Linked DNA regions of Mus musculus: all the other regions are linked to region 5. The links are chromatin contacts, called in public ChIA-PET, Hi-C, HiChIP or PLAC-seq and promoter capture Hi-C maps. All regions are on one chromosome and are shown on one strand. Each heading gives the region's core, a stretch centred on a gene start, on an enhancer-like site or on the middle of the called end of the contact. The rest is flanking DNA. Distances are from core to core; before and after follow the strand shown. Region 1 has its middle 190 kb from the start of Cwc27. Region 2 holds the start of Srek1 (splicing regulatory glutamine/lysine-rich protein 1). Region 3 holds the start of Erbin (Erbb2 interacting protein). Region 4 overlaps Cwc27 (CWC27 spliceosome-associated protein). Region 5 holds the start of Ppwd1 (peptidylprolyl isomerase domain and WD repeat containing 1). Region 6 overlaps Erbin (Erbb2 interacting protein).

Region 1 (3,376 bases), core at 472-2,971, 390 kb before region 5:
GTCAATCCAGATGTTTGGCGGCTTGTAGACAAAACATCCAGATGATTAACTGAAGATTTGACAGAGTTGACTGGATTAGCCAGATGTTGCAGCATTGTATAGACACTGTCAGGACGTTTACTTGGCTGGAGTGGGGTCCAGCTGTAAAAGGAGATGGATGGTCTGGGCAGTGCGGGAGCTTTGGAGCAGAAGACCTGGACCTGGACTGGATGCAACTGGGAGCTGCTGCACGAGGTGTGGGATGGAAACGACGATGCTTCGGGAAGAGATGCTGTGTGAAGAGAAGGAAGAGTAACAGTGAGAGGAAAAGCTGCAGACAGGAAAGAGGATCTTGATCTTAGGAGAGTGCAGGTGCATGTGAGGTAATTAAAGCCTGAAACAGAAGGCTGGGAAGGCAACAGGAAGAAGCGGATCTGAAAAACATTACAGAACAAGAACAGGAAGTCGTGATGGGCTAGACAGGGGAGTCAGATGCATATCACCCCAAGGCTGGAGACAGACAGCAAGGCCTGGGAAAGCAGCTGCTGGCAGTCCCACCACAGGAGGAAACCAAGAGGGATCCCCCAAAGCCTCCATTCCGAGCCTGCTGCCAGACCTACAGTTAGCAGGTACAGAGAAAGCAAATCCATGAGCTCTGGCTCCCAGAGCAATTCGGTACTAGATTCACACTATCGGGGAGGAATAGCCGGTGAAAAGGGTAAATTATAATGGCATCTGCTTTCATGTAGTATGCAGTGCGAGCTAAGAAATATAAAGCATAATTAGATGCAGTAAGATTATGAGAAACTGCACAGTGCCTATTTGGCTTAACAAATTAGAATTTGAAAAGCCTGTTTATAGGCAGACCTTAAAGGCTGAGTGAGGACAAGCGTTTACTTGTGTGATTTAAAGGTCTGATTTCTAAAAGTTTGAAGATCACAGGCCTTGACTTAGATACTTATTTACAGAATTTTTTTAAATGTTCTTATTTGATAAGAATCAGGCTTACCTTTAGACACAAACAAGGATTTCAGTTTATTAGAGTTAGCACCATGATGGTGCCACAGTTGAGATCTTAAATGTCCCCCAAAGGCCCGTCTCTTCATAGCTGGGTTCCTAGCCTACAGCACTAAAGGAAGGTGGTAGATGGTTAGGGCATCAGCCTTGTGGAAGGAAGTAATGTCATGGAAAGTATGCTCTTGAAGGAGATATTATCTCCTTTTTCCTTTCCACAGTCTTTGAGGTTAGCAGCCTCCGTGCTCCCACAATGGCCTGACTTGCTACCATGTTCCACAACAGTGTAACCAAGTAACCATGAACCAACACTTCTGAAATCCTGTGCCAAAATAAACCTTCCCTCTCTCCAATTGATTCACCTCAGGTATTTGTCATAGTGCGGGAAAACTAACACACAGGATGGGTGCCCTGGCTTACTAAAGAGCATCCTGAGTATTTATGGAATTTGTGGTTTTGCATATGTGCCATCTCCAGCATTTTCAGCTCCAAGCCTATCAGCCCACACAACCAGTTGGGTGCCCTTTAGACACACACTGAGAGTTTTCTCCCAACACGTGCTGCTTGTTAAATGAAGGGAAAAAAAAAAAAAAAAGAAAAGCAAAACAATTTTTTTCATAGTTTGAAATACCACTCGATGCTAGAGAGTTGCCTCCCGTGTGCAATGGCCCAGGTTCAAGCCCCAGAACCAAAAAAAAACCCAAAACAACAAAAAATAGTGAAAGGAAAAGCCTTTCAGAGAGACTAAGCTCTGTTCAAAATTTTTGTACTCTCTCTCCACACCCCCACACCACCCAACCCTGAAGTGGAAACTTAAGGGTTTTTGGGAGAGTCTGTTGTGTTAGATGGTGTTTTGCTGGGGCAAACAGGTGAAGGAGGGTTTTCCTAAAGTGGACACAGATCAAAGACTAAGGTAGACTCATGAAGGAACGTTTCACTGAAGCAGACATCAAGAGAATGTTCTGCTAAAACAAACACATGAAGAGACTCGTGATGAAGGATTCTTTGCTAACGGCTTGCATGTATTGATTGGTCCACCTTATATTGCATAGTTGAGCTCTCCTTGTCGGGACTCCAAGGACTTGGGCTGATTGGATGCATGTGCTGAGGCACGACACACAGAGGACACATGATGTTTGGAGGGCATAAATAGGATTGGACGGAGTGATGGAGACAGAGCGTGGCTTGCTGGTACAGCTAGCTGAGCAATGCTCGTGGGTCCCGAGTCTTCACTGATCTTCACTTCCCTGGGAGAGGCACACCTGAGAACGTCTCCTGGTGTTCCTGTTGGTCCCTCGGCCTGGCTGTCTGCTAGGTCATGTTACTGCTGTTGCTAACCTGACTCTACTGAACTGGATTGCTGGTGTATCCATGAGATGTTTGCAAGTGGATCAAGCTGCCGCTACCAACCTGTGAATTGAACTGCCAATTTTCAGACAACTCAGATGGGAGTTGCTCCAAAGAACCTTTCCAAACAGATCCACTCAGCCCTACCCCCATCCCTTGTCCTTTCTTTCATACTACCTCTGGTGGGTGGTGGGCTACAGGGGAGGTTAAATTGATTAAGAACCATCATTAAAAATAGGATTTGAAAAAAATTAAAGTTATACCAGCCCCTACAAACACCCTAGAAGAACACAGAATGTAAGAGTAGAAATGTGTTCGTGTATTGCAGTCACCCTGGGGAGATGAAGGGGTCAGGGATCCTATTGTCATTAATTTCCCACACTCGGGACAAGTTTGGGTAGGGGTCCAGGGCCTGTCGTTGTGTTGTTGTTGATTTTGTTGTTGCTGTTGTTGCTTATTAAGCTCCCCCAACTAATTGTGATGCTTTGGTTTTGTTTTTCACTTCCCTGAAGATCAGCCCTGGACAGGTGCTGCTGTCCAAAGGCAGAAACTAAAGAATGAGAAACACCTATCAGATCTGAGACTCTCAAACTGTAAACATTGATTTAATGTCTTTGCTCTCCTAGGAGTCACATCGCCCTAAAGACTCCTTTATGAAATGAGTTCCTAGGCAAACTCAGTCTATCCTTTGATGGTAAAATTTTTCACAGAAGCTGCACGAAGTCTGATTCAATCAGCCTGAGAACCTAAGATGATAGTAGGACCTTTGTCTGGTCTATGTTCCCAGGACTACTATACACCCCACCCCCAAACACTGCTAATGCAAGACAGGAAATGTAATTAATGATCTTGATAAGTCTCGCCCAGTACTCCAAGGCTGAACAAGTCACTTATTTGTCAAGTAGAACACCAGTTGGTTTCTCTAAAACAATGAGTGTGATTCAGGTGTTTCATATCTGCTTCCTGTGGCCCTTCTCTTATAGAAAGGAGATTTAGCAGATAGCAAGTTACTTTTTCAAAAAGCTAATCAACACCA
Region 2 (3,070 bases), core at 108-2,607, 450 kb after region 5:
GTGAAAAGAGCAACAAAGTCTTTTTGTTTTTGTTTTTCTTCTTTTGTTTTTTTGAGACAGGGTTTCTCTGTGTAGCCCTGGCTGTCCTGAAACTCACTCTGTAGACCAGGCTGGCCTCGAACTCAGAAATCCACCTGCCTCTGCCTCCCAAGTGCTGGGATCAAAGGCTTGCACCACCACCGCCCTGTGGCAACAAAGTCTTAATAATTAGTACATGTGTTGGGGTCTCCCTCCCCCAGCATAGCTGTAGCCATTTCGTTCCATGTCTGCTAGCTACTTCATATGTTGCTGTAGTGTGCCTGCCAGTCATTGACACAGAAAAATAACTTGACTCAGAACAGAGTCATGCTGATCACATACCCTGTTCTGTTCTGTGTGTTATGAGGTTTGTTAATCTTAAGAAATTCCACAACTGTAGGCTTCATGTAGGACCCATCAAATTAAAGGTCAATATAAACTGTCACGTCTAAAATGGCTTGAGTGAGGGCTGACTACCAGGCAGCCCTTCCAGCACCTGCATTGGAGCCCACTGTGGTTTGAGCGGTTTTAACCTTTAGAAGATGGCCATTAAGAAATATCCAGCGCTCAGCTTTTTGAGCTGTTGCCCTGGTCCATCAGGCTTGTGGTGTGAGTTATATAAACCATCCCTGTTTAACTGAGTTTGATGTTTGTGTGCTTTGTAGAGCAACTCCAGGACCCCAATAAGTTTTTATATTGTGGGCCCACAGGAATGGACTTGAACCATGAACTTTGGATATAGCTGCTCTGGTTGAAAATGATTGCGCAGTATTAAGGTGCAAGTTGCATGTAGACAGTTTGTGTCTTTTACCTGCCTTTGTCTAAAAGTATAGATATTAGGGCCCGCTAGTAAATAAATTGCATGTTATAAATTGACAGCAAAGCCTTTCATTCACTCATTTACCCTAACCTCCATAATTGGTGTGAAAATTTCCAAGAATTCTCATAATCAGGGTGCCTGCCAATTTTGAAAATAGGTTAAGCGGGGTTGCAGCCTGTATTTAATAATGAAGCTATTGTTTGGTCAGGTATTAATGTATAATGTCCAGATGTCATTGTCCCTTTACCACTGCAGCCCAGGCCTCTGGGTTCCTCCGCCTGATGTGGAGAAAGAGCCGAGCTGCTTAACTGACAGAAGCATCGAGAAGTGATGGAGTTTGTAGGCACAACCTCCGCAACCCTCACTGCAGCAGCAGGTAAACCTCTCTGAAGACCTAGTGACGCCTAGCAACAGTCCCGGCGACCTGACCCCAGGGCTGCGGCCGCCAGGACCCGCGGGGAGCCGCCGCGTTGCCAGGGCGACGCTTCCGGCCGGCGCGCGCAGCCCCCGGAGCAGGAGAGTTGCGCGATGGGCGGCTAGACGTGCCCGGGCGCGGAGGATTAGCTCTCGGGAGCGCGCTCGCGGCCGCGCGCCTCTGCTTCCCAGGCTCCGTCGCTGACGCGTCGTGGACGTTGGGGAGCGGGAAGGCAGCAGCAGCGAGGCCGGGATGAACAGCGGCGGCGGCTTCGGCTTGGGCTTAGGCTTCGGCCTCTTCCCTACGACGGTGATTCAGGTGACGAACCTCTCGTCGGCGGTGACCAGCGAGCAGATGAGGACGCTCTTTTCCTTCCTAGGAGAAATCGAGGAGCTACGGCTCTACCCCCCAGAGTGAGTGCTGGAGCCCGGCGGGGGGAGGGGCGCGCCGCCATCCAGACCTCGGGCGCCGAGGGAGGCACGGGGCGAGCGCGGGCGTCACGTGACGGCGCGCTTCCCTAGGCGGCCATGTTTGATGAGGGCACCCGGCCGGCCGCGGGGCCTCTCCGCGGTGAGGTTTTGTTAATTGAGCTCCACGCGGGGTTCCTGCAGAGGACTTAGGGGTGCCTTCCTCTCTCGAGCCTCCGGGACTGTGGTTGATGCCCGGCCTTCGAGTTGGGTGCCCCGGGCCTTTGGTTTCCCCCGAACTTAAGATGGCCGCAGGTGGGCCGGCGACAGTCCTCATGGCAAATGCCTATAACGTTTCTTTTTTTTTTTTTTTTTTTTGCACTGGGAGAATCGTGGAGAACGCCAGCAACGCCAACGCCCGGACCTCTAGGTCTTAATGTCAGGCTGCTAGCGCTGCTGAGGGAGCGAGCGGATGACAACATGGAATCGGGGCTGTTTTTGTTCTCCGGGGTGATCTTAGACATTTACCATCGTTTTGGTTTTTCTAACCGAGCCCATATTCACGATCTTAAAGATCACGTCAATCTCTCCTTTTGGCAACAGCCTGAATTTTCCTTCTCCAAGAAGGTCACGCTGGCTCAGACGTTTCAAAAAGTATAAATCGGTGCAGAATTATCACTACTGTGTACATGTGTTTAAAATCCAGCGCTCGCTTCTTAGGCAGTGTACTTGAAGTGGTAAATTTCCCTTATGCAGTATTCACTAATCGGATAACTTGTAATGGTTTTACCGTTCGTAACATTCTCACACTCATAAACTTTAAGAAAATACTAAGGGCCACGGTATTTTGTTCTTTATGCTAAAATTATTTGAAGGAAAAGTTGTCCACGATTTTTTTGGGAAAAGATTTTGGCTTATTTCATAGTCATGCACACAGAACAATATATCTCTCTACTCTCTGTAAGTAGCAGAATGGCTACAAATTGATTTCTTACGGATGTGACTATTTAATGTTATGCATTCAAAAAAGTTGAAATAAAACAGTGACTGCCTATCAGTATTCTTTTCACTTGGTGCAGGTGATTATTAAATTTTCATTTATTCTAGCTGGGCGCGTTGCCAGGCGCCTTAATCCCAGCACTCTAGAAGGCAGAGCCAGGGATCTCTTGAGTTCAAGCCCACCCTGGTGGCCAGTGCTTTCTGGGTGAGAGAAACTGTCTCAAAAAACAAAACAAAAGATAAGAAAAGAGGAAGATATTCAATGTTTTAATAGTGCTCCCCTCCCCCTTTTATCTTGTATGTGTTCGGAGAATACCATGATACTTGGTTATCTCCAGTCTAGAAAAGGCCCCTTCCTCACTTAAGAATCTAATGATGTTGACATTTTGTGATGCAGGTTAGAAGAATGAC
Region 3 (3,266 bases), core at 43-2,542, 310 kb after region 5:
TTGACAGAATGCTTAAGTCTCTCTCTGCAATAAACGCAAACCCTGCCAGGCAGAACTACCAGGGCCAGCGCGACTGACTGAACGACTGCACGCCCGAAAGCGTAGGGGCTGGAAGGCTTCGCGGCGCTCGGAGTGCATCCAATGTTTCCTCTAACAAAGGCACCGTCTTGAGGCAATTTCGCGGGCCACGCTCCCCGCCTCCCAGCACCAGCTTTGTCTCCTCGGAGGGGCCCCCGGCCGCGTCGCCGCTTGCAGCAAGCTCGGAGGCCGGCCCGGCGTGGGAAGAAGCTGCACGGAGCAGCGGCGGTGGTTTCCTGCAACCTGAGCGTGCCATTAGAGGCGTCGGAGTGCTGCAGCTGAAAGAGATACCTGCTGCCTGGAAATCGGGGCTGCACTCGAACAACCTCTTTGCACCAATTACGGTCGTACAAAGAAACTCGATCGGCCCGGGCGGCGGAGGCCTCGCGGGGTCGTGGGGGGCGGAGGGGAGCCCGGCGGCCCGGGCCTCGGGAGGGTGGGTGGCGGGCCTCCCGCCGCGCGCCTCCCCGCCGGCCCGCGGCCCCCGGCCCGCGCCCCCCGCCGCCGACGTCGACCGCGTAGACCCCGTGCGCGCTGACTGGCTCGCGCCGGCCTTCGCCTGGCTGTGGGCGGTTGGGGCGCCCCCGCGGGAGCCCGCCCCGCCCCCGTCGCCGCCGCCGCCGCCGCGCGCAGCCTCGGCCCCCTTAGCCGCCGGGGCGGTGGCGCTGTTGCCGCCGAGGCCTGTGAAGCAGAAACTCCCTCCACCCCGGCCCGGCCCGGGTCCGCCTCCTCCTTTCTCTCCTCCGCCTCGCCTCCCCTCTCCGTCTCCCGCTCGAGAGTGAAGGTGGCGCGGCGGCGCGCGACGCAGCCTGGGCCCCCGGCGCGGGCCCGCGAGCTCCCGAGGAGACCGCGCCGCCGCGGCCGCGACCGCAGGGAAAGAGGACGGAGGAGAGCGCAGGGACGGCGGCGGGAAGCCCGGAGGGTTCGAGCGCGAGTGGCAGAGACAGGGCCGGCCGGTCGGACCGCCCGACGGACGGTCGCCTTCCAGCCTGCGCGGCCGGTCGGCTCCGGCTCGGAGCGGCGGGGGCCGGGCGGGCGCAGGGCGCGGCCGGCGCACTCGAGACAATACCCGCGCGGCGCGGCTGTGGGGGCGGAGGCCTAGTGCGGCCCAGGCCGGCCGAGCTCCGCGTCCTCGCCCCCCGTGGGCCGCGCGAGGTTCCGCGGCTCGGGGCGGGCGCCGTCCCCTCCCCCTCGGCGGCGCGGCGCGCCACCCCGGGGTTCCGGGTTCCCGGGCCCCGAGCTGGAGCCTGCTTTTCACCCAGGCAGGAAGTGAGTTTCGCACGGCAATTCCGGGCGGTGTCACGAGTGAAAAGTTTTTTCCTTCGGCGGAGAAGCGAGCCGGGGCTGGGAAACTCCTGACACAAGTCGCGAGCAGGAAGCCAGCCCGCACCCCAGCCCCCACCGGAGCAGCCGCACTGCTGCGGCCGGCCGGGCGGCAGCTCCACATCCGCCTCGTCCTCACGGGAGCCTCGGCGGGGCCCGGAGCCACTGAGGAAGGGCAGGGAACCATGTCAAGCCGAGCCTCGGGACGGCTGCCCTGAGACACCCTGAGAGGTAATTTCTTTTCTTTCTTTTTTTTTCTTTCTTTTACGGGAAGCGTCGAGCCAAGTTCGTGGGCCGGAAGCGACGGTACTTTAGTCCACCTCGCTCTGCCCGACTCGTCTCCCTTCTTTCTCCCGTGCCTTGGCATTTTAGCCGCCGAATAGTAGAACTGATTTCTCCCCCTCGCCCCGTCTACCGTCTGGATTCCTTTCTTTTTAAGACGGGGATTGTAAGAATGCGGTGGGACGAAAAGTTTTTCAGCCATCGGAAGAAAGAGTTCCTTTGTTGAGCAGGAGGGCCAGAAGTTTTAGTGCTCCGGGACGTATACATTGTATATCAAGTTGCTGAGGCTGGCAACTTTTGTTTCCGAAGAAAGTTGAGTCTTCTGGCTGCGGGGAGAGATTGATTCCCTCTCCCTGAGATGGCTGCCACATTTGTTTATGTTGGTGCCGATTGTTTTGGTTTTCGCGTTAATCCTACGCGGAGGTCGTTTCGGTAGAACACGTCTGGTTCTTTGGACTTTAGAAACCGGCTGCCTGCCATTCCCGATTGCTTTTTCTGGACAGCGAAGGCGCCGCTTGTAGTAGTAGTAAGTCGTGCGTTCTTTTCAGTCAGTAGCTTAACAGTGCTTGTTTGGTTACTTGATTGAAGAGTAGCTGCTAGATTTTTCTTGAAACTGGCGTTCTAGGAAACAGAATGTCGTAAAGATTAGGGATGAGGACGGAGAAGGATATGGCTACAAAAACAAAACAAAACGCCAAACACCTGCAAGTAGTTGATTGGTCAGGACTTGTATGCAGTTCCGAATAGGAACAACACTGGAAGGGAAGCGAAATAAAACCCTTAAAATTTTCAGAAGAGTCACACTGTGCGGAAAAAGCGGCGCTGTTTTGCAGTTGTATGTGTGTTGGCCCATCTGTTTTTGTTTGCTTCTGCCTAATAAGTGATAGGTACGGACTGTTCGGGCAGGAATTCGTGAAGCATGGCAGACATTCCACCAGTCAGACCTAGGGACGCTTCTGAACCGATGGAGTTTTCTTTATGGGTAGAACTAATTTTGGTTGCAGTAAACCCTGCTGTCTTTTCCCTTAGTAGTGTTTCAATTGTGTGTGTCTTTTAAAGTTTAATTTGCTCCCCCTGCCTCCAAGTACTTTTGTGGTAAGGGAAGTGACAGGTAATACTGTATTTTAAATAAATATTAACTATAGGTAGATGTAGCTTAAGCTTAAATTGGTGTTTAATCAGATATTACCAGAATAATTACCAGAAACCTGAGGAAAAAGAGTTGACTTCCTTTAGTTCAAAAGAAGAAAGGTAGGTTTTAAAGATCAGGATCAAGTGAGCTCACAACTTGTTCTTGGCTGTTTGGCTTTCATTAAGTACATTTCAAAAGGAGAATCGTTCCAGTATTTATGTTGTTGTGTTATTAGGGCCTGGTCTCTAGAGTTTTTGTTTTCATTTTTATTTTATTGGTGAGATTTGTGAGCCATCAAGCTATTCCTGTTAAAAGTCAGATTGCTTTATGAAGGAGTTTAAAGTGCATGACTGGTGGACTTTATGATTTGGGGACGTATAATTAGGCAGCAAAAGAGGTTAATCTTGAGCATATGAAAGAGGGAAACAAAATAAATGACATTGAACTTCGC
Region 4 (3,154 bases), core at 104-2,603, 430 kb before region 5:
TCTCTCTTCCACTTGACTCATTATTTATCAGCATGGATCACTCGCCAAGCTCTGCTCTAAGTGCTGGGGACAGAACTTTTCCTCCAGGATTTTAATGTCCCCGAGTAGGAAAAGAAACGTAAACAGTAAACTACCATAAAGTCTGCAAAGTGCTAAGGGCCAGTCTAGGAGCTCAGGGGAACATCCTGACCAGACGCTATGACTGTAACCAGAAAGTCTGTGTGGACCAAGTGCCAGCCAGGCTGAGACTTCAAAGGGAACAGGAACTAGGCAGGGAGATTAATTGGGGAATGGAGAGATAGACTGTTTTTAGTGTGTCTTAAAGAAGAAACAACAAAAGGTAGGGAGTTGAGAGAGCAAGGTGAGCTCCAAGAGGAAAAAAAAAAAAAAAAAAAAAAAAAAAACCACTTTGAGATAGACAGAATAAAGAAGTGGGATGCCAGGCTGGGAAGGGGTGTGTTCCCGACAGGATGTGAGCAGCTCACTGGTGGAGCATGCACTCAGCAGGTATGAGACACTGTATGTAGGCTCACAGGTGGGAGTTGACTGCACATCCACATGCTAGATCCCAGGATAGTGCAAGTGTAACTTTTACAGGAGAATAAGACTGACAGTCAAGGATGTAATTCAAGGGAAAATGTGAAAGTAATCCTTAGAAATCTATTGTAAGAATCATTTTCTATATGGCAAATACAGCCATCCCAGCCAAGTGGATACTAAGCATGTGTGTTGCGGCTACTGTTAACTGTGTGTTGTTGGCTTGTTTTGTTTGTTCATTGCACTGCTGCTTGTGTATATTTATTGTCTAAATTCTGACTTATTAAAATTAATTTTTCTCCTTCTGCTGCTGTCTTGACTTAATTTGGCAGGTGTATTTATTTTCTACTTATCGTCAACCTGAAGTTTATCTTTGTTATTTTAACTGGAGTGGAAGCAAAGGTGGTGAATTAGTGAAACCTCAACAAATATTTGAAAATGTATATTATAAGGATAGAAACAATATAAAATAGTACTGCTGGATTTTAGAAAAATCTAAACTATTTTTTAGTGAGATCAATTATTTTACAGTCAGCCTAAGAGAATGCATAGAAGAAAAATAAAATGATACAGTATAGAAAAAATGCAAAGCCTGACAAATTTAGTGCCTGTCACTTTGTAACCGAGAAAATAATAGACTTTGGTAGATCTCTGGATTGTATTTTGTCTTTGTTTTGCTTTAAGCAAGCCCTAGTTTGAGCTCCCTCCCTGGTAACCTGAATCTGTACGTGTGCCCTCCCCTGAGATTATGCTCCTGTTCCACAGAGGAAGAAGCTGCCCCAGATGGCGCTGTTGCAGAGTACAGGCGAGAAAAGCAGAAGTATGAAGCTTTGCGGAAGCAACAGCCAAAGAAGGGAACTTCCCGCGAGGACCAGGTAACTTCAAAACCAAAGTCCGTGTAGAGTTCAATGCTTATTTTTATTCTCTCCTAGTGGTGTTAGGTAGAGCCTAATCTAATTATGAGTCCAAGGAAGCACTCCTTATGAAAACGAAGCTGCTGGCCTCTGTGTTCCACACTCTCACCCGCAGACCGCCCGCCGCGGAGTCCCGGAACCAAGGTGGCCCCCACGGAACGTGAGGCAGAAGCCTCTCGGGCCGGGTGGACCCCTGTGCTCTCACCAGGAAGGTGGCCGGTTGTCTGGAGCCGGAAATGGCGCCGCCTCAGAGGCTCTGTGGCTCTCGCCCGGTCCCGGTCCAGAAGCTGCTGGCCTCTGTGTTCCACACTCTCCACCGCAGCCGGCCGCGGGGTCTCGGAACCAAGGTGACCCCCGAAACGTGAGGCAGAAGCCTCCCTGGCTGTGCGGACACCTGTGCACTGACCAGGAAGCTCCTTATGAAAACGAAATGCACAAGGAGGAATGCAGTGACCTTGGCCACTCATGGCAATCCACATGCTAAAGTTCTTCCCAGGGGTGTGTGTGCGTGTGCGTGTGCGCGTGCGTGCGTGCGTGCGTGCGTGCGTGCGTGCGTGTGTGCGTGTGCGTGTGTGTGTGTGTGTGTAAAACCTTGAACTGAAATTTCAGTTGTTCTGTTAATGTCATGTACAAGAGCTTCCTAAAGCCCATTCTCTCAGACATTTCCGGGAGAAGTATCTCCTGTATGACAACAGGGAGCAGTGGCAGCTTGCAGACAGTGTAAGTTTCCACCCCAGTCGTCTGTCACATGATGGAACAGTCTGTCACATGCTGGACGTGAAATGGCACACTGCCTAGGAGGATGGTGCTTGGTTTGTAAATTGGTTTCTACTAATTTCCTTGTTTGTTACAAGAAAATTTCTCAGTTTTCTAAAGTTTAAATGTGAAAATATTAACAGAATGAGAAGAGATAGAACCAGCTGACCAGTTTGCCAGATGATACATGGCACTTGATAAAACAAATGTCTCAGTTGCCTTGTGTGTTGAAAAGGTGTGAGACTGGAGCTGGTGTGATGACTCAGCAGTTAAGAGCACTTGCTGCCTTTGCAAGGAGCAGCATTCAGTTCCCAGCACCCATACTGTGGCTCCCGGCCATGGGGAACTCTGGTTCCAAGAAATCTGACCTACTATGTGTACGCATACGTTCATGAAGACCAAATGCTTATAACACATACAACTTTTAAATCTTGGGCTAGAGAGATGGCTCAGCGGTTAATAGCACTGACTACTTTTTCAGAGATCCTGAGTTCAATTCCCAGCAACCTCATGGTAGCCCACAACCCTCTGTTATGGGAATCCCTCCTCTGATGTGTCTGAAGACAGTGACAGTACTCACATACATGAAATAAATAAATCTTTTAAAAATTTTTTAAATCTTAAAGGAGGACATTCTGAATTTCTCAAACTAAGATTTTTGGTGTTACCTTGCATGTATGAGCATATACCATTTTAGAGATATAAAACTATATAAACAAGTAAAATAAAAGCATATTAAAACTCAAAGATTATTTAGTTAAGTTACTCTAACTACAAACTGTCTTTTAAATGTAGTCTCAAAGTTTCTGCATAGCAACTACACTTATAGTAACCCACCTACCCCCAGCCTTAAGGCAAATAACAATTAAGAACCTAATCTCTGTTTTCAGTGGCCAGTAAGTAGGTAGCTCTCTCTCACCTCCCTGAACTACCAGAAAGAGCCAGTC
Region 5 (3,358 bases), core at 601-3,100:
TAAACAACTATCTGCTGAATGTAGGAGTGACTAAAAAAACAAAAAGTCCTTTTTATCAAAAGAGAAACATGAACACGCACCTGTTGGAGGGAATATTTTCATATAGCCATTATTAAAAAAAAAAAAAGAGTATGGATGTTAGCAAAAATTAGAAACAGAACTACCACAGGATCCAGTAATTCCACTATTAGATATATATCCAAAGGAAACTAGCATGTTAAAAAGATGTTTACAATCTTGTTTACTATAGCACCATTCACAATAGCCCAGATATGTAATCAACTAAGTGTCCACCTAATGAAGAATGGATTTAAATTTTAAAAAGTTCCATTGTAACAGGAGAGTCAGTAGAAAAACAAGAGTGCAAAATTCAGGTAGGTGAGGAGATGTATTGGTAAGAGCTTGTGGAAGGTGTGTTTGAATTACTTCTTCCAACTAAGTGAAATGGAACCTAAGGTGATCCACTGTGAGGAAGTATCAAGGAATTTGAATTTTAAGAGCAGATACAGCCAGGTGGTGTGACCCCTGCCTTTAATCCCAGCACTTGGGAAGCAGAAGCAGAGGCATTCGAATCTCTGTCCTTTCAAGGACAGTCAGGACATAAAAGAAAAATCCTATCTCAGAAGGGGTCAGGGTTCAGAGAAATAGCTTATCACATAAAGGCTATAAGGTTTACAAACAAAATTTTAAGAGGAGAGGGGGAAAGGTTACAGAATGTTGGTTTTTTTTGTTTTTTGTTTTTGTCTTTAAGAAAACTCAAAGAATATAAAGCAACTTTGGATAGTAGCCCACTTTAAATTACTAACTAGTGGCCCAATTAAAACAACAAAAGATAGCATATTAATGAATATAGTCATCCAGGGCAAGGTTACTAGATGGCTGTTGTAAAGATGATAGTGTATCATGAGGTACAGTTAGGTAATTTTAAGGATGTAGAGAGGACCTGTAGTTTACAACATCAGATGTAAATCAGAATAAACACCGCCCCAATGTATTTTTTTACTCATAAGGAATTTTTAAGTCTTAAATTGCTTAACCTGTAAATTACCAACGGAGAAGTGGTACAGGATGCAGCTTTGTTGTTGGAATAGACAGAACACGGTAGCATGCTCCTAGGTTAAAGGTGTCAATAACGCGAAGATGTCAACTCCCCCCAAATTGTCCTCTTTTATCTTAATTAACATCTTAAAGGCGACAAAAACTCTGTCGCACTTGATGAGGAAATTCTAGACCTATACAGAAATATAAAGATCCAGAAATAGCAAAGGCTCATAGACTATATGCTAATCGTCAAACATAGAGCAGGCAGGTGGAGACGCGGGAACGTAACACGCAGGCCCTTCGTGAATTTCTCGCGTCACATACATACACATTCCAAGTCAAAAAGAATATTCTAAATGGGAGGCCACCTTATAAATTACAGTAATTTCAATATATAGTTTAGCTGATAGAAATCTACTTCATTCTTTTTAACAAAAAGTTCCTTCCAACCCCGCCCCTCGGCTTTTTCGGGAAAAAACAGGTAGGTTCTAGAACAGCATTGGCCCGAGAGGCCGAGAAGCGCGAGACCTCCAGTTCGTAAGGCGTAAGCGTCCGATCTAGGGGGTACCTGGGTCCCCCAAACCCGCGAGCTGCCATCCTCCTTGACAGAAAACTGGGGCCTTTGCCAGTCAGAGCCGGTTTCAACTCACTTCAGTCCTCCGGCCTCCTCAGCGCTCTCGTCAACACAGCCAAGCCGCGCTGTTTACGCGCGCTGCTCGCTGATTGGACCAGCTGCGCCCACCGCAGCCAATCAAAAAGCGCTTCCGGCAGCTGACGGACAAAAGCTGCGCCGCGGCTCGGGGAAACCTAGTTCACTCGGTCGTCGCGTCTCTTCTAACGCCTCGGACGACATGGCGACCGAGAGTGGGAGCGATTCGCAGCTGAGGAGGAGAAGGCGCCGAGACCCAGAGGGATCAGAAAAAACGGAACTGAGCGAGCGAGAACCGGCCCTGGCAGTGGCGGGGAGCGAAGAAAATGATGATGAGAATGAAGAGCGCTGGGTCGGGCCTTTACCGGTGGAGGCAACCCTTGCCAAGAAGAGGAAAGGTAGCAGCGGAGAGCCCGCGAGCAAGCTGGACGGCTACTCCGGCCGAGTGGGAGGGTTGATCTCAAGCACGCCCACGGGCGGGAGTGAGATTGTGGGTTTGTGCACTTAGAACGGACGATCTTCACTGCATTTCCTCCCTAAAGAGTGAATTGGTGTTAGTATGGCGTGTTAAAAAAAAAAAAAAAAAAAGGAACACCGTTGATTCCTGACTGTCAGAGATGATACAAACTAGTGCTTGTCTGTATTTCTGTGTTTGGATGCTTTTTTTGACCTCATAGCTGCTGTGTGAAGTTGGAATTCCTAATATTGATTGAGCAGGTGTGGGAAGGAGCTCTCAGAATCATAAACACTTAAGCTTTCAACCCTGACTCGTCTAGTAATGAATTTTCAAACTCAGGGGAAGTTGCTTAAGCTAGCTGGATATGAAGCCATACTCGAGACAATATAGTAAAGTTTTGCCACTAACGTGAATAATAACAAGATTTTATAATATTAAAGTTTGGTAAAGAGATAATATTTACTGTTTTAAAGACTGTTCTAGGAACTTTTTCATAAATGTCTTAGGGTTGTGTGTGTGTGTGTGTTCGTTCGCTCACGCGTTAATCTCAATTCTGACTGTGGAACTATTTAAAAATCTTTTATTTTCAGAACAAAGCCCAAACACCTTAACATGGATTATGAGGCAGTTTGTCTCTCTTTATTTCCCCAAGCAGGACTCCCAATTCTGTCCATTCTCAAAACCCTACCTTGTCCTTGAGCAAGGGCTCCTCTACGTTCCTGTCCAGATACTGTGAAGTGTCTCTATCTGGAGTCATTTCTCTCCTTTAACCATGCTAGCTTTTTAACAGGTCTAGGTTTTAGGTCAGTGCTTTTTGAACATTGGATAGTGACACCCTTTAGTTAGCTCCTTACTTTTTCTGCCCAATCCTGCTTTTGCCTTCGAGGCACTTACTACTTTTTGTAGTTGTGTGTTTACTCATGTGACTTCCTGAACACTACTAGCCTAATCATGTAAGAACAAGGATCTTGTACTTTCGGCTCCAACACTTCAATACAGTGTTTTGCATACAAGTTTAAATGAATATTTTATAACATTTGTGCTGTTATTATTTCACCTAAATATTACTACAAGAACTGCTTAGGTGGAAAGAATGGAAGGATAATTTAGGAAGGAAAACGAAACAAAATGAAAAAGAAAAACCAAACTTTGAAATGCTGACATAGGAAACAAGTGTCTTATGAACAATAGAGTTGGGACAGGAATAGGTA
Region 6 (3,312 bases), core at 805-3,304, 390 kb after region 5:
ATGGTGGAAATTTGCCAGTAACTGCAAGTATGAAGTTGTCTGGAAACCTGAAGCATATTGTTAACCATGATGATGTTTTTGAGGTATAACTTCATTCTGACATAATCATGAGAGTTTTCTATGTAGAATTTTATTGTTGTAAACAACAGAAGCCTGATAATATGACTGCAGAAAATACTAACATGTATTTATATTGAGGTATCCTTGAGAAATTTCAGACTGCCAAAATATCACTCATCACTTGAAATTTAATTTTTTTAACTCTTTGTAAGTAAATGACTAGTAAGTAAATTAGATAATGATGTGTCATGTAAAGTGAATAATCACAGTTGCTTTTATGTCTTTATTTTTTGCAGTAATGGAAATCAAGTTCAGTTAGTTGTACATAAGAGAGGCTCATGTTCTGTCTTTTGCATCCTCAGTCCTTGGTTTTATTTCTGTAACATCAAAATGAAAATTGAAGATGTAGATCAGTGGTAGTAGTGCCTCAGCTGGCATAGGCCCTGGATTCTGTCCTCAGCACTGTGAAAAAGGGGGGGTGGGACAAGAGAAAATACCTATTATGGGTATACCCAATCATTTAACTTACATAAGCATTCATCATTGAATGTTACCCTTGTTCAGTGTCTAAGAACCTAAATATAATCTCTACTATTAAAAGTTGTAGGTTTTGTTTTTGGTTTTTTTTTAAGGCAGGAGGCCTTTTTAAAAAGAGATAAACTCTAAGTGTACTGATTGAAAGCATATAATTTAATGACTTAAACAATTTACAAAGTTGTAAAACCATCACCACAGTTACTTGCAGAATATTTGTATAGCCACAGAAAGAAAAAGAAATGTCATCCTTTTTGTCCCTTTAAGGCTTTGCACGCCCCCCCCCCCCAGCTCTAAGCAACTAGTAAGTACTTTGCCTGTATAGATTTGTCTATTACTGCTCAGTAAGTGGTCTTTTATCGTTTCCTTCCCTTGGCATATTCTCTTGAAGTTCATACTGTGGTAATTCTCAGAACTGCATCTTATTTCTATGGTGTCTGAATAGTATTCTATTGAATTATATCTCAGGTATAAGTGAGACTGCTAAACATAGACAGAACTCTCAGTTTTCTGAGACTAAGTCTCCATAGCCCAGATAGTCCTGGAGCTCACTATGCAGCCCAAGCTGGTGTAACTCGTGATACTCCTCCTGTCTTAGCCTCTTGCATGCTAGGTGTATAGCTGTGAGCTACTGTGCCTCGCTGAACTCCACGGTGGCTCTGGTTCTCCCTTAACTCCAGTTCCAGAGGCTCAACACCCTCTTTTAACCTCCATGGTTATCACACACACACACACACAGTCATACATTCAAGCAAAACATTCATACACAAGAAATAAAAATAAATCTATAATGATATGAATAGAGATTGAAAACTATTTCATTAAAATAGTATTTTTGTACACCAAGAAATAGAGCTACCATGTGGGTGCTGGAAAATAAACCTTTGTCCTCTGCAAGACAGCAAGTGCTCTTAATTGCTGAGTGATCTCTCCACTATCCATATCTTTACTGTGGCACTTACAAACACATAAAAGTCCTTAGTACTGTTTGTTTCTTTTTCAGAGGAACAAGTTTTGTAAAGCATTTGCTTTAGTTTCATCTTAGTATGTAGGAATGATTTAACTGGCAAGAGAGCTCATTTCCTGCATGACATATGATATTAAAATTTCTATTAATAGTTGATGACTAACAAGTCATTTTCTTTTCTGACACTACTCAGTAGTAGGTAATCTGCAACAACTGTGGCGTATTACAGGAAATAAACATGGAAAATAACAATTCTGTTTTCAAAATAGGTAAAATATTTATAGTTCACATTAATAGTAGTCTATCGTAGAAGCCAAATATAGTTATGAAACTACTCAACACTTAGGCAAAGGCTCTGTTGAGGGACTCCAGAAGTTGAATTTTTGAAAAACAGGATTGTGCTGTGGTCATTTTTGTTTGCCAGTAACCTCACACTCTGGCACGTGACAACTACTGATACAGTGATAAGGCTTAGAGCCAGAAATGATCCATGAGAAGTTTTAATCTGTGGTTACAGTACTACTGTAGGTTTATTGCTGCACTTGAAAAAGTTGAGTCATGCAGCTTTGTCAACCATTTCCATTAACAGGCACTTTTATACATGGTCTGAGCAGTTGCTTCGTTTCCCTGTGATGTTTTTATGATATATTAATTCATTTAAAGAGTCCAAAGTTTAATTCTCGTATTTATCCCTTTTTTCTTTAAACTAGGAATCTGAAGAACTTTCTTCTGATGAAGAAATGAAAATGGCAGAGATGCGACCTCCATTAATTGAATCCTCGATTAATCAGCCCAAAGTTGTAGCACTTAGTAATAATAAAAAGGGTTAGTAATAATCAAAAAGGTTAGATGTTAAGAGGGGGAGGCATTAAGACTAGAAATCACCTAAGTAAGATGTATTAACTTTGTGGAAGTAAATTTCATTGGATGTCACATTTTTGAAACATTCTGAAAGCAAAATTTATAACTGCCTTTCTAAAATGTTGTTCTTATTTCCCATTTTTAAAGAAAGAGATTGGTAGGTCCTCTCCACTCCCATGCAGAGTTTGTTTGTAAGGGCATGTACATTAAAGGGATATAATTCTAGATTATAATTCCATTTCTATTGAGTATTTCCTAGATACATTTTCCTTGTGTGCTTAATTTTATCCATTTATATAGACAAATTTGAATTGTAGTGAGGCCAATGAAGGATTTTGCATATAATACATTGCATAGTTCCTGATATATACGATTTATACTATATAAACATTATTTTATTCCTATCTATTCCAGAATGATAAATATTAAGTGCTTTTCCCCAACTTTCGCCAGCTAATTGTCACCTATGTCATCACACAACTCTTGCGACTTGTGCCTGATCAGCTTGCGCTATCTCTGCCAAATGCTTATCCAGACGGTTGCTTTCATAGAGCTAATGATACTACCAAGGTGGCTCTTGGCCAGCTTGGGTTTATAAGGATACTTAAAAACGATTGAGTACTTTATTTAACAGTTGCTTAGGTACTAGGCAGTTGTTACTTAGCTGTTTAACAGTTGGTTGTAGTAATAGCCCCATAAAAAGTACTTCAAAGGCTGTCTAACATTATTTTTTACACATTAAGGAACTAAGACTCAAGTACCTTGAGGTTGGAGTTCCTAAACCATTTGAGCCCTATTTCTAAAAACAATAAACTATCTTTAATCGATATGTGGGTATGTCTGAGTACATTAGACCCTTGAGTTGGCTAGAGTTGACTTCTTTATAAAGA

What was found. A called contact is a pair of places that touch in the nucleus more often than the background predicts. ChIA-PET counts read pairs in DNA pulled down with a chosen protein or histone mark. HiChIP or PLAC-seq counts read pairs in DNA pulled down with a chosen protein or histone mark. Capture Hi-C pulls out chosen DNA fragments and counts their contacts.
Region 1: an H3K27ac HiChIP or PLAC-seq map of regulatory T cell precursor shows a contact between it and region 5, with 3 times the contacts expected there. The contact joins the enhancer-like site here to the promoter of Ppwd1 in region 5. A contact is called at or near these places in 5 of 39 promoter capture datasets (the C10 cell line, hippocampal neurons, liver and 1 more), 3 of 115 datasets of contacts at active chromatin or transcription factors (bone marrow-derived macrophages, memory CD8 T cells and regulatory T cell precursor) and 3 of 9 other capture datasets (adipose tissue, embryonic stem cells and liver).
Region 2: a contact with region 5 is called in a promoter capture Hi-C map of liver. The contact joins the promoter of Srek1 here to the promoter of Ppwd1 in region 5. A contact is called at or near these places in 5 of 39 promoter capture datasets (the C10 cell line, erythroid cells, hematopoietic stem and progenitor cells and 1 more), 3 of 484 Hi-C or Micro-C datasets (CD4 T cells, CD8 T cells and macrophages), 5 of 115 datasets of contacts at active chromatin or transcription factors (bone marrow-derived macrophages, effector CD8 T cells, extraembryonic endoderm stem cells and 2 more) and 2 of 9 other capture datasets (adipose tissue and liver).
Region 3: a contact with region 5 is called in an RNA polymerase II ChIA-PET map of effector CD8 T cells, with 25 read pairs. The contact joins the promoter of Erbin here to the promoter of Ppwd1 in region 5. A contact is called at or near these places in 4 of 39 promoter capture datasets (the C10 cell line, liver and pre-B cells), 1 of 484 Hi-C or Micro-C datasets (pre-B cells), 3 of 115 datasets of contacts at active chromatin or transcription factors (effector CD8 T cells, embryonic brain and memory CD8 T cells) and 1 of 9 other capture datasets (liver).
Region 4: a contact with region 5 is called in an H3K27ac HiChIP or PLAC-seq map of differentiating embryonic stem cells, with 4 times the contacts expected there. The contact joins the enhancer-like site here to the promoter of Ppwd1 in region 5. A contact is called at or near these places in 9 of 39 promoter capture datasets (the 3T3-L1 cell line, 3T3-L1-derived adipocytes, the C10 cell line and 5 more), 1 of 15 datasets of contacts at CTCF or cohesin (the NIH/3T3 cell line), 5 of 115 datasets of contacts at active chromatin or transcription factors (astrocytes, differentiating embryonic stem cells, neural tube and 2 more) and 1 of 9 other capture datasets (adipose tissue).
Region 6: a Hi-C map of pre-megakaryocyte-erythroid progenitors shows a contact between it and region 5, with 2.1 times the contacts expected there. The contact joins the enhancer-like site here to the promoter of Ppwd1 in region 5. A contact is called at or near these places in 1 of 39 promoter capture datasets (the C10 cell line), 3 of 484 Hi-C or Micro-C datasets (conventional dendritic cells, myeloid progenitors and pre-megakaryocyte-erythroid progenitors), 1 of 115 datasets of contacts at active chromatin or transcription factors (thymic regulatory T cells) and 1 of 9 other capture datasets (liver).

Annotation. Positions count from the first base shown.
Region 1 is chr13:104,620,441-104,623,816 of GRCm38.p6, reverse strand. No RefSeq gene overlaps it. Among named protein-coding and RNA genes, the nearest start is that of Cwc27, 190 kb to the left of the region's middle. Within about 2 kb of position 1,721, at least 59 of the 459 cell types and tissues checked have an H3K27ac peak or open chromatin away from gene starts, as enhancers often do. A contact at or near this core is called in regulatory T cell precursor, where this site is marked.
Region 2 is chr13:103,772,895-103,775,964 of GRCm38.p6, reverse strand. Srek1 (splicing regulatory glutamine/lysine-rich protein 1) reads left to right here and starts at 1,357. Exons shown (of 12, transcript NM_001361085.1): 1 at 1,357-1,666. The coding sequence starts at 1,506. It overlaps Gm52054 (a long non-coding RNA gene), which reads right to left and starts at 1,348. Exons shown (of 4, transcript XR_003950659.1): 1 at 929-1,348.
Region 3 is chr13:103,918,612-103,921,877 of GRCm38.p6, reverse strand. It overlaps Erbin (Erbb2 interacting protein), which reads left to right and starts at 1,292. Exons shown (of 26, transcript NM_001289473.1): 1 at 1,292-1,632. D130037M23Rik reads right to left here. Exons shown (of 1, transcript XM_006517803.4): 1 at 1-3,266. The coding sequence starts at 1,885. The coding sequence ends at 56.
Region 4 is chr13:104,659,565-104,662,718 of GRCm38.p6, reverse strand. Cwc27 (CWC27 spliceosome-associated protein) reads left to right here. Exons shown (of 14, transcript NM_026072.1): 12 at 1,303-1,412. Among named protein-coding and RNA genes, the nearest start is that of Cwc27, 160 kb to the left of the region's middle. Within about 2 kb of position 1,353, at least 21 of the 459 cell types and tissues checked have an H3K27ac peak or open chromatin away from gene starts, as enhancers often do. A contact at or near this core is called in differentiating embryonic stem cells, where this site is marked.
Region 5 is chr13:104,227,336-104,230,693 of GRCm38.p6, reverse strand. Ppwd1 (peptidylprolyl isomerase domain and WD repeat containing 1) reads left to right here and starts at 1,850. Exons shown (of 11, transcript NM_172807.4): 1 at 1,850-2,088. The coding sequence starts at 1,893. It overlaps Cenpk (centromere protein K), which reads right to left and starts at 1,728. Exons shown (of 10, transcript NM_001377093.1): 1 at 1,692-1,728.
Region 6 is chr13:103,840,228-103,843,539 of GRCm38.p6, reverse strand. Erbin (Erbb2 interacting protein) reads left to right here. Exons shown (of 26, transcript NM_001289473.1): 18 at 1-83; 19 at 2,272-2,386. Among named protein-coding and RNA genes, the nearest start is that of Gm52054, 67 kb to the right of the region's middle. Within about 2 kb of position 2,054, at least 50 of the 459 cell types and tissues checked have an H3K27ac peak or open chromatin away from gene starts, as enhancers often do. A contact at or near this core is called in pre-megakaryocyte-erythroid progenitors, where this site is marked.